2 separate regions of the Zea mays genome follow, and region 1 is linked to region 2. A link is a contact called in public Hi-C data. All regions are on one chromosome and are shown on one strand. The core of a region is the stretch at or near the end of the contact, and the rest is flanking DNA. Distances in the headings are between cores, read along the strand shown. Region 1 holds the start of LOC100193397. Region 2 holds the start of LOC542096.

Region 1 (4,789 bases), core at 195-2,694, 170 kb after region 2:
TAGACTCATCGCCCGCCATAAGGTGAGCACGAGATTCCGCTGGCGACGATGGCGACATGCTCAACGTGTTCTTCGTCGATGACGATTTTGTCGATGTGGCCTTGCTAGGCGATGACGATTAAGAAGGCGACATCACGTACCGACGATAGCGACAAGCATTCTGTTTGACACGAGCCATCACCTATGGCGAGCGGCAGCGCGTGAACAAGCACAAGACCAACAACATCGGTGTGGATGGCGACGGTCACAAAGAAAACGAGGAAAGCGTAAAAGAAAACCATAAAAATGATTGTGCAACATTTTTATATTCCAAGCCCGCATCAGAACTCAGAAAAGCGCACAGTGAAACGTCACACCAATCACGTCACCAAATTTCAATGGTCACTTATGCACCGCCCCAAAGTGTAGCCCAACTTGTGATCTATGGCAGCATTCGTTCCCTCTTTTAGAAGGACTTTGGGACCAGCTCATCAAGTTGAGCCACTCTCTCGGGGGCTACTATTGGGACGAGGGCCAATCTAGACCTTGATCACTCTTAACAGCTGGAGAACTTGGTCACAAACATGTATTGAAGTGGCCCCTTCGGAAGAAGGCGACATGACTACCAAAGGCACACGAGGGCTGGTCTACCCCGATGGCCCCTGAACATCAAGCAAAGGCACATATACTCCGAGTGGGTGTTGGACAGGGCTCGTAGGTAGCCGACCCCCTCGTGGGGTCGAGTCATAGCGGACACCGACCCCTCGACACCGGCAACCTTTGACCAAGATGAGAGTGAAGACTACCTGTGCAAAGGCTCGCTACGTGGAGAATCGACCCCAGATATAGGGTGGGCCGCACTGCCCCTCCTGTCGCTCCCAGGAAGGGTGTAATATGTTGTGTAACAGGGAATAAGGAAGCACTGGACTATAATTACCTGTTGTACAATATACTCTAGGAATGTAGCAGATAACTAGGAAAATGAGCGCACTAATTTATGTCTCAGGACCCTGATTACGCTATAAATACCCGTCCAAAGCATTTGAACCTTAAGCCATCTATTTTGTTATGCTTTGTGTCTCACGTGCTTCCGAGCGCTTGTGCCCACATGTAAGATTGCAACCGTTCGAACCAACACGAACATATCCAACGAACCATCTCTTTTGTCCATTCCAGTGTTCACAAAAGGAATGTAAGTGTAGGTTTGTGATATATTGAAAGTTTAACAAAATCTATAGAAAATAATGTTAATATTAAAAATTTTAGAGATAGTAATCATGAAAAATATAATTTTTAAATAATCTAAGCATAATACATAAAGACGGAAAGGCAACCGAATTGTTGAACACGGCTTGAGTCAGACACGCAAATGTCAAACCAGCTACGAAGAAAAGGTGGACGTGGGCCGCGACGGGTGACTGGTGTAGGAGACCTGACTGACTACGCGCGTCCACAGAGCTGTCTACTCCTTTGGTCCACGCTTTTTTCGCTGATGATCCCACCGTGACCGAGGTTTTGTCAAAAAAAAAAAAAAACAACAACAGTCCCTCCCCTCCCCTCCCTGCTCCTCTACCCCTTCCTCTCCCGGCGACCAGCTGGCCTCTCCTTTGTTGAGGCGAGAGACCCCCACCCGATCCGGCGATGGACGCCGCGTCCAGGCCGCCTCCGCCCCACGGAACAGGGGTCCGCGTCCGCGCCCCGCTGGTGAAGCTCCACTCCGCTCCTCTCCGCCTCCGTTCCCTTTTTTTCTTGTTAGTGGCTCAAAGACGCGTCTTTTAGGCCGGATTTGTTATACGGGGTGTTAGGAGTAAAGCTGCCGGCTTTGTGCTGGAAGCTTCGATCTTTTGTGGTCGGGGATGAGGATTTTGTTGTACGGATTGAGGGCTTTGATCGATCCCGTATCGGTTGACGGTCTGGATCTGGGTGCTTGCCTACTTGGGGCTGGGGCTCTTGTTCGCTTAGTTTTTTTGTGGTGTTTTTGCGCTTCAGGGCCACGAGGGAATCGCTGCTAGTTGTAGGAAAGAACCGGGGAAGCTGTCTTATCTCCTATAGTCTTCTTTTGATTTATACAGCGGATTCCGTCGATGGTAGTTCTAATACGTGGATGCTGCTGATCCCTGTTAAGTACAGAAGTACTACCATATGGGGTTTGCATAGTGCGCATGCTTAAGTTTCGTTTTCTCTAGTTGTGATTGTTCATCTTTTAAGTACAGTCACCGTAAATTGCATGAACTTGCGTCATGCTGCAGCGGTCCATTGTCTGCTCCTAATTGACGAACTGGGATTTCATTTCACATATTTCCAGCTCGAGTGTTGTGATATGTTCATTAATTTTCGAACATTCCACAGATTATCTGCTTATGTTCTGTTCATTTGAAGGAGGTTTTATAACAATTTTGGTCTAACTGATAAAACCAGAGATAATGAACCTTTCCTGTTCCATTTCATGAATAAGTTCAACAGTAGTTCAGTTGATGGCTGTCTTTAAACTGCTTACACACTCGTTCAGCCTACCTAGGACATTGGTCCATGTTTTTCGAACCAACTGTCCAACTGCATAATCTTTCAGTTGTGTAGAATTCCAGAACTGAGCTAGCCCTGTTGGGGACATTGTTTCAGCCTTTCAGGTCCTATGTTGATGAACTTACATGTATTAATATTGAAGTTAGTTCCATGAATTTAAAATTCTTGATTTGGGAGATCTGATCCATGATAAACTGACACATATTTTTTTGGCAAAGTTAAGTAATTCCCTTGTTCATGATTTCGCATGACATGCATTAATGCTCAAATCTAATTGATACATTATGGAACTGTAATTTGTAAGTAACACAGTTTACAATTTTTTCTGCAATCGAAATATGCTACAATTGCAAATCATCTTGGGGAGCTGATTCTTGATGGTAACATTTATTTGAAAAATTTGAACAAAAAGAAATTCTAGATGTAAAGAAACAAAGTTATCGATGCTGCTATGCATCCCTGAAGCTTCATTTAGGTTTTATTGCTCATGTGATTGGTTTGTGCCTAGAGTTGAAGTTCCTAATAATATTTTGGTGTTTTATTTATTTATTTATTTATTTATTTACCATTATTTATGTATCATTCTTGTCTGCCAATACAACTTCTAAACATTATATTATTGGCTGCCAGGTGGAGTCTGTCTCCTGCTACTGCAGATTAGATACAGGCCTTAAAACTGTTGTTGAGGCCAGGAAGTTTGTTCCTGGCGCGAAAATGTGCATGCAACCTGAAGTCAAACAAAACAAGCGCAAGTCAAGGGGCTCAAAAAAGGAAAGGTGCAGGACTCAAGCACCACTTTTACCTGGCCTTCCTGATGATCTTGCTATTGCCTGCCTTATACGAGTTCCTCGACTTGAACAGCCCAAACTCAGGATGGTTTGCAAAAGATGGAACCGTCTTTTGTCTGGGAATTACTTTTACTCCTTGCGTAAGAAAATTGGAGTGGCAGAAGAATGGGTATATGTCTTTAAAAGGGACCGTGAAGGGAAGATATCCTGGTATGCCTTTGATCCACTCCACCAGCTATGGAAGTCACTCCCACCAGTTCCACAAGAGTATTCAGAAGCATTGGGCTTTGGGTGTGCCGTTCTGAGTGGTTGCTATCTGTACTTGTTTGGCGGGAAAGATCCTTTGAGGGGTTCTATGAGGCGTGTTGTATTCTACAATGCTCGTACAAACAAATGGCACCGGGCTCCGGATATGATGAGGAAACGTCACTTTTTTGGTTCTTGTGTAATAAACAATTGTCTCTATGTTGCTGGAGGAGAGTGTGAAGGAATACAGAGGACGCTGCAGTCTGCAGAAGTTTATGATCCAAATAGGAACAGATGGGCCTGTGTTACTGAAATGAACAATGGGATGGTGCCTTTCATTGGAGTTGTATATGATGGCAAGTGGTTCTTAAAGGGGCTAGATTCCCATCGCCAAGTAACTAGTGAGGTCTACTTACCATCATCCAATACATGGTCAGCAATTGATGATGAGATGGTCACAGGCTGGCGGAACCCAAGTATTTCTTTCAATGGCCGTCTCTATTCAGCTGACTGCCGGGATGGCTGCAAGCTTAGAGTCTATGATGAGAACACAGGAACATGGACAAGGTTCATGGACAGCAAGCACCACTTGGGCAGCTCACGTGCCTTTGAAGCTGCAGCTTTGGTGTCACTAAATGGGAAACTCTGTGTCATCAGGAACAACATGAGCATAACTCTTGTTGATGTCTCCAACCCAACAATGAGTGTCGAGACAGATAGTGCGCGCATGTGGGAAACTGTTGTTCGGAAGGGCCAGCACAGGTCGTTTGTGGCGAACTTATGGTCGAGCATTGCAGGACGGAACTTAAAGAGTCACATTATCCATTGCCATGTGCTGCAAGTTTGAGGTCAGGTTTTGTTAGTGGGAACATGATCAAGTTTTTTAAGAAGCAAAAGGTTCAGATCAGTGACAGAACCCTCCATTTCGAAGGTAGTAAGGTTTCATTGCAGAATCGCGGGGAAAAAGGTCATTGGCGTGCCACTGCTGCCCCCAAAGTCCCAAATAGTTATTTGCTCTCTTCCAGAACTGAAAATTCCAATTACTTTCTGGCAACATTTGAAGACTCTTATCATTCATGGATAAGGTTTTTTCAGATTTTGAGTGCAAACCAGAAAGTGACTAGGAACTTCCCTAGTGTAATGACATTTTCCCCTTGCTGGCAGGCTGGGAAATGTGTTTGGTGGATATATTGGTCTCTTATCATATTTATCTATCTTTGCATTGTGTAATATGTGGCATCTTACTGTGTAAT
Region 2 (4,311 bases), core at 1,329-3,828:
CCACAAGGGTGGTGATAAATCCTGGAGTTTGGTTGGTCAACCTTTCAACTGAATCACTGGTAGCAAAACGAAATTCAAGTAGTGAAGATGATAAGAAAATGCATTCATTCCAAATGTATAAGTGAAGAGCATACCGCAGTCATGGTTGTAGAAAGATGGGAGCATATAAACCGCATTGCCAACTGATGAATCACATGATACAGAGGCTGCCGCTGAGGATAAGAGATCCTCATATGAACTTGCAACCAATTCAATACGAAAAGCATTTATGCGTATTCTTGCCAATACATTGATGTACCAATCTATGGTCAAAACTAATTTTGTCAAAGACAACCAAATTTGAAGAGGACTGAGATAAGAACTCTATGAAAAACTCAATTTTCTCAACATTCGGTTGTAAGAAACTAAGAGTAGTCACAATGAGAGGAAACAAAATTTAAAGGATACAGGTTGTGATTTCTTCCTGAAATCCAGCTTTTCTAAAAGTGGATTCCAACAACTCAAATTCCTCTTTCATCTGTAATATAACATTGCTACAATAAGCATCAAACCAAATAACTTTGTCATTAATGTATTATTATGGTGTCATAATAATAACAATAATACAAGAAGTGAGTTCAGGGTGACCTGGAAAGAGAGGAATCACTACCTCAATCAGCGTCCCCTGGTGCAACAGAGCTGGCTGAAGTATGTTAAGGCAATCTGCATTAGCAGCTCCTGATATAACCATGCAAGCAAGGCGCTTGGCCATGTATGGGTACTTCAGATCACGTGAACTTTAGAACAAACAAACACAAAATGAAGAAGTCAAGAGGCACACATCTGTAGAAAGATGAACAGCAAACTATCATACCTGCAGTGGTAATCGAATAAAGACCAATCTACATTCTTTTCAATGTCATGGAACCCCTAGATTGGTGGAAATCATGCGTATCGTTAGCAAAATCCAGACTCAAATTCTGAATATTATTTCTTTCTTTTATTCTATGGCAGGCAAATAAGCAACATTATTCAATGTTTCTGACATGTGAAGGAAAATTAACATGTCACATTCAAAGATCCATGAGGTAGAATCCACATTGCATTTCCACAAACGCAATAGATAACTGGAAACATGTACTATCACCTAGTATTCAAACTTCGAAGTTCGAGCACACTATTATATAAGACCTACTGAATCATGAACACGTGTAGACAGAAGGGTTTTCAATTTTGGTACTAAAAAATTCGATCACCCTCAAAATTAACGAAATTCGTGAAATCTTTCGGCCAAAATTTTCCTGATTTTTTAGAGACTGCACATGAAGTAGGCTTTTTCTAAAATAAGTGGATCTGAACAAATTTTAGCATGATTTATGACTACACATCTACTGAGTAGAAGAATAAGCAACACAACCAATAGAAAACACGAGTCTAGAGTTATACTAGTTAGTTGTCCGTACATTGCTACAATTTTTATATATCGTATAGGTAGACCTTGCTTAAATGAGATATTTATTCAAACACGATTATATATTTTATTTTTCAAATTATTAGTATATATATATATATATATATATATATATATATATTTACAATATCTCTCCTTTATACAACACAAACAGATATGAGTCGCATTGTTAGAAGCCAAGTGCTTTATATCGAGCGAGCATCGCTAGAGGAGGCGACACACGAAAAACTCAAGCTTAAATATAGTAGAGATAAAACATGTATTAGTGTATTACAAAATTTCAGATTTTTCTTTCGGCCACCACTGACATTCATGAAATTTTGCCGAAATTTTGAATCCTGGTAGACATGATAGATTTCAATCGCCACTAACAGTCAGTGAAGAGAAGAGGGCAACTAATGGCTGCTCCAAGGGACTCTGAAGCCTTCCTAATTGCTATGAATAGAGATTTTGGTAAAAAAAACCTCTAACAGGTTCTTTAAACAGTTATGCAAATATAGTCACCTTCTATTCCATATTTTTTGCTAACCAAAGATAGAACGAGAATGACTCTCTAGAGCGCAATCAAGATGTTGAAAAGCTGTTGGAGAGTGGAGTTGAAGAGTGGAAAGATAAACAATTCTTACGCAAATGACTCTTCAAATGATAGATAATTTAGAGAGTAACATTTAGAAAGACCTTTGTAGATGGAATATGCACAGGTAAAACAAATATGCAGGAATCGCTAAGGAAATGGGAAGAAAGGTATATCACCTTGGCGTGGTCCCTGCAAGCATCGCTGCAGAAGTAGTCACCCCCGCTTGAAGCGCGCCCTTCCCCGGGCTTCCTTCTGAGGCAATTGTAGCAAACCTGAGCCCAGAACAGCTCAGTTGGTTGGTTTCACTGGAAGGGGCAATGAGCAGGAGGAGCGGTCACCTCACCTCGTGGAGCAGAGAGTGGGAGGGGTGGGAGACGAGGGGCTGCGCTGAGTGGAGGAGCTCGCCAGAAGATACTGGGCGGGTAGCGAAGACGCCGCGGCCCGCGGACTCCGTTAGGGACACGCGGATCGGCGGTGGGCCGCGGGCGGCGGTCGCAGCGGCAGCGGTGGAGAGGAGACGGCGGCGGAGGAACATGGGATGCCTTACCGCAGACGAACTCAATGACTGTGTGGGAAGAGGAGTGGCGATTTACAACCCAAATTTTCTCTTTGCTATTATGCTATCTATGTTTATAGTTTTTGGGTCTGTTTATGTATATAATTAAAAATCTAAAATATAAAATGGCAATATTAAATCTAACAAAAATATACGAATATTTTAAAAAGGATGGACGAAAATAGCCTTCGCCTGAAGTAGCACGCAAAGATGCTTCGGTTGAATGCGTAAAGCCGTACGACGAAGGTGCAAGCCGCGAAGTTACAACACAACTTCAGCATAGAAAGGGCTGCGTACATAAAACGACGAAGGGGAAGACGTCCAAATCTTACGCAGTAAGATAGGAAGAAGAAAGACAATGATACATCTTAACATTTATGTATCATATATGTAAACTTTGTGAGCATATTTGTAATTTCATATAAAGCTGTAAAACTTTACTATAAATAGGTGAACATTGTCTTACATAAATTCACCTTTTAGGGCCCTAAGCTTCGTTTCTCTTAGCCTCCGAAGTACATTCGATTTGGTTCTCGTGTAAAGCTGAATTTTGAGTAAAGAGCAAAGAAATTGTTATAACCCAAAATTCAGGGTGTTACTAAATCATGTCTAAGATTTTTTCTAATTTTTTTGGAGCCTTCGAGATATTTTTTGGACATTAAACACGATTTCAGCCTTTTCGGGAATTTATTTTAATTTTAAAAAATTGATTTATTACAAAAAAATAAAATATCTTCACACCCTAGCAATATATTTATGGCTGGAACCCTCTCGCCGAGCCCTTTCCAAATCTCGAAACCGTTTCCCTTGATTAGATCACAATTCCGGAATAGCTCGCCGAAGTTCAGGACGATTCCAACTCCGGCAACAACTCTGACGAGCAATTGCTTTCAATCCGTGCGTCGTTGGCGAAATCCGAGAGTACCGCTGCGTCCATCTCGTCGATGGCTTCGTCTTGATGCTTTCGATTCATTGATCGGACCTCCAGTTCATCGTCAATCCACAGTTTTCTTCTTGAATCCGGCGAACTTCTTCCCCTTCGGTAAGCTTTCTCCGTTACCGTTCATGACGGTTCTTCGTTTTTCTCCTTTTTCGCAACCTAACCCCTCTTCTCTCTCCCCTCTCTCCCTCCCCCGCGGCCCCTGCCCCCTGGTGCGGCCGAGCCCTCCTCCACCCCTTGCCCATGGTGGTTGTAGAAGGAGGAAGAAGGACTTTTTACAAAACAGACCCTATAATTTCGTTTAACTGCACGCAGAAATTTGATTGATATAAATATTTGATATCTTTTGCGTTATAAATCTGATTCGCTCCGTTCAAGTCACGTTAGATTCGTATTAAAGTTCTCTACATGTTAAAATGCTATTCCATGCTGTCACATATATAAATAATTTATTAAATGTTTGTTTGACCAACGATTATTAAATTAGTGTTCCAATTAAATCAAATTTGTAGTTTTCAACTTGCGCTTTTATGAATAAATATCAACATAGTTAATATTAACTTAAATATTCTTTCATTAATAATTGTTTAGTATAAACATGTCGTCTATTTAATAGTCCTGGCGTGTCGCGCTTGTCTGTGTGTCGTTCGGACGTTGTTGGGGCCATGCTTCGTCGCCGAAGGTCCTGCAGGAAGAAACATCTTCGGCAAATCCGTTTGTCGGGGACCATAATTAGGGGTACCCTCAAGACTCCTAAATCTCAGCTGGTAACCCCCATCAGCACAAAG

The links. A called contact is a pair of places that touch in the nucleus more often than the background predicts.
Region 1: a Hi-C map of ear shows a contact between it and region 2, with 5 times the contacts expected there. The contact joins the promoter of LOC100193397 here to the promoter of LOC542096 in region 2. A contact is called at or near these places in 14 of 25 Hi-C or Micro-C datasets (ear, endosperm, leaf and 4 more) and 1 of 3 datasets of contacts at active chromatin or transcription factors (leaf).

What each region holds. Positions count from the first base shown.
Region 1 is chr1:248,066,655-248,071,443 of Zm-B73-REFERENCE-NAM-5.0, forward strand. It overlaps LOC100193397, which reads left to right and starts at 1,445. Exons shown (of 2, transcript NM_001138522.2): 1 at 1,445-1,683; 2 at 3,133-4,789. The coding sequence starts at 1,621. The coding sequence ends at 4,383.
Region 2 is chr1:247,900,354-247,904,664 of Zm-B73-REFERENCE-NAM-5.0, forward strand. LOC542096 reads right to left here and starts at 2,579. Exons shown (of 8, transcript NM_001111729.1): 1 at 2,371-2,579; 2 at 2,204-2,299; 3 at 854-909; 4 at 650-776; 5 at 448-517; 6 at 135-314. The coding sequence starts at 2,562.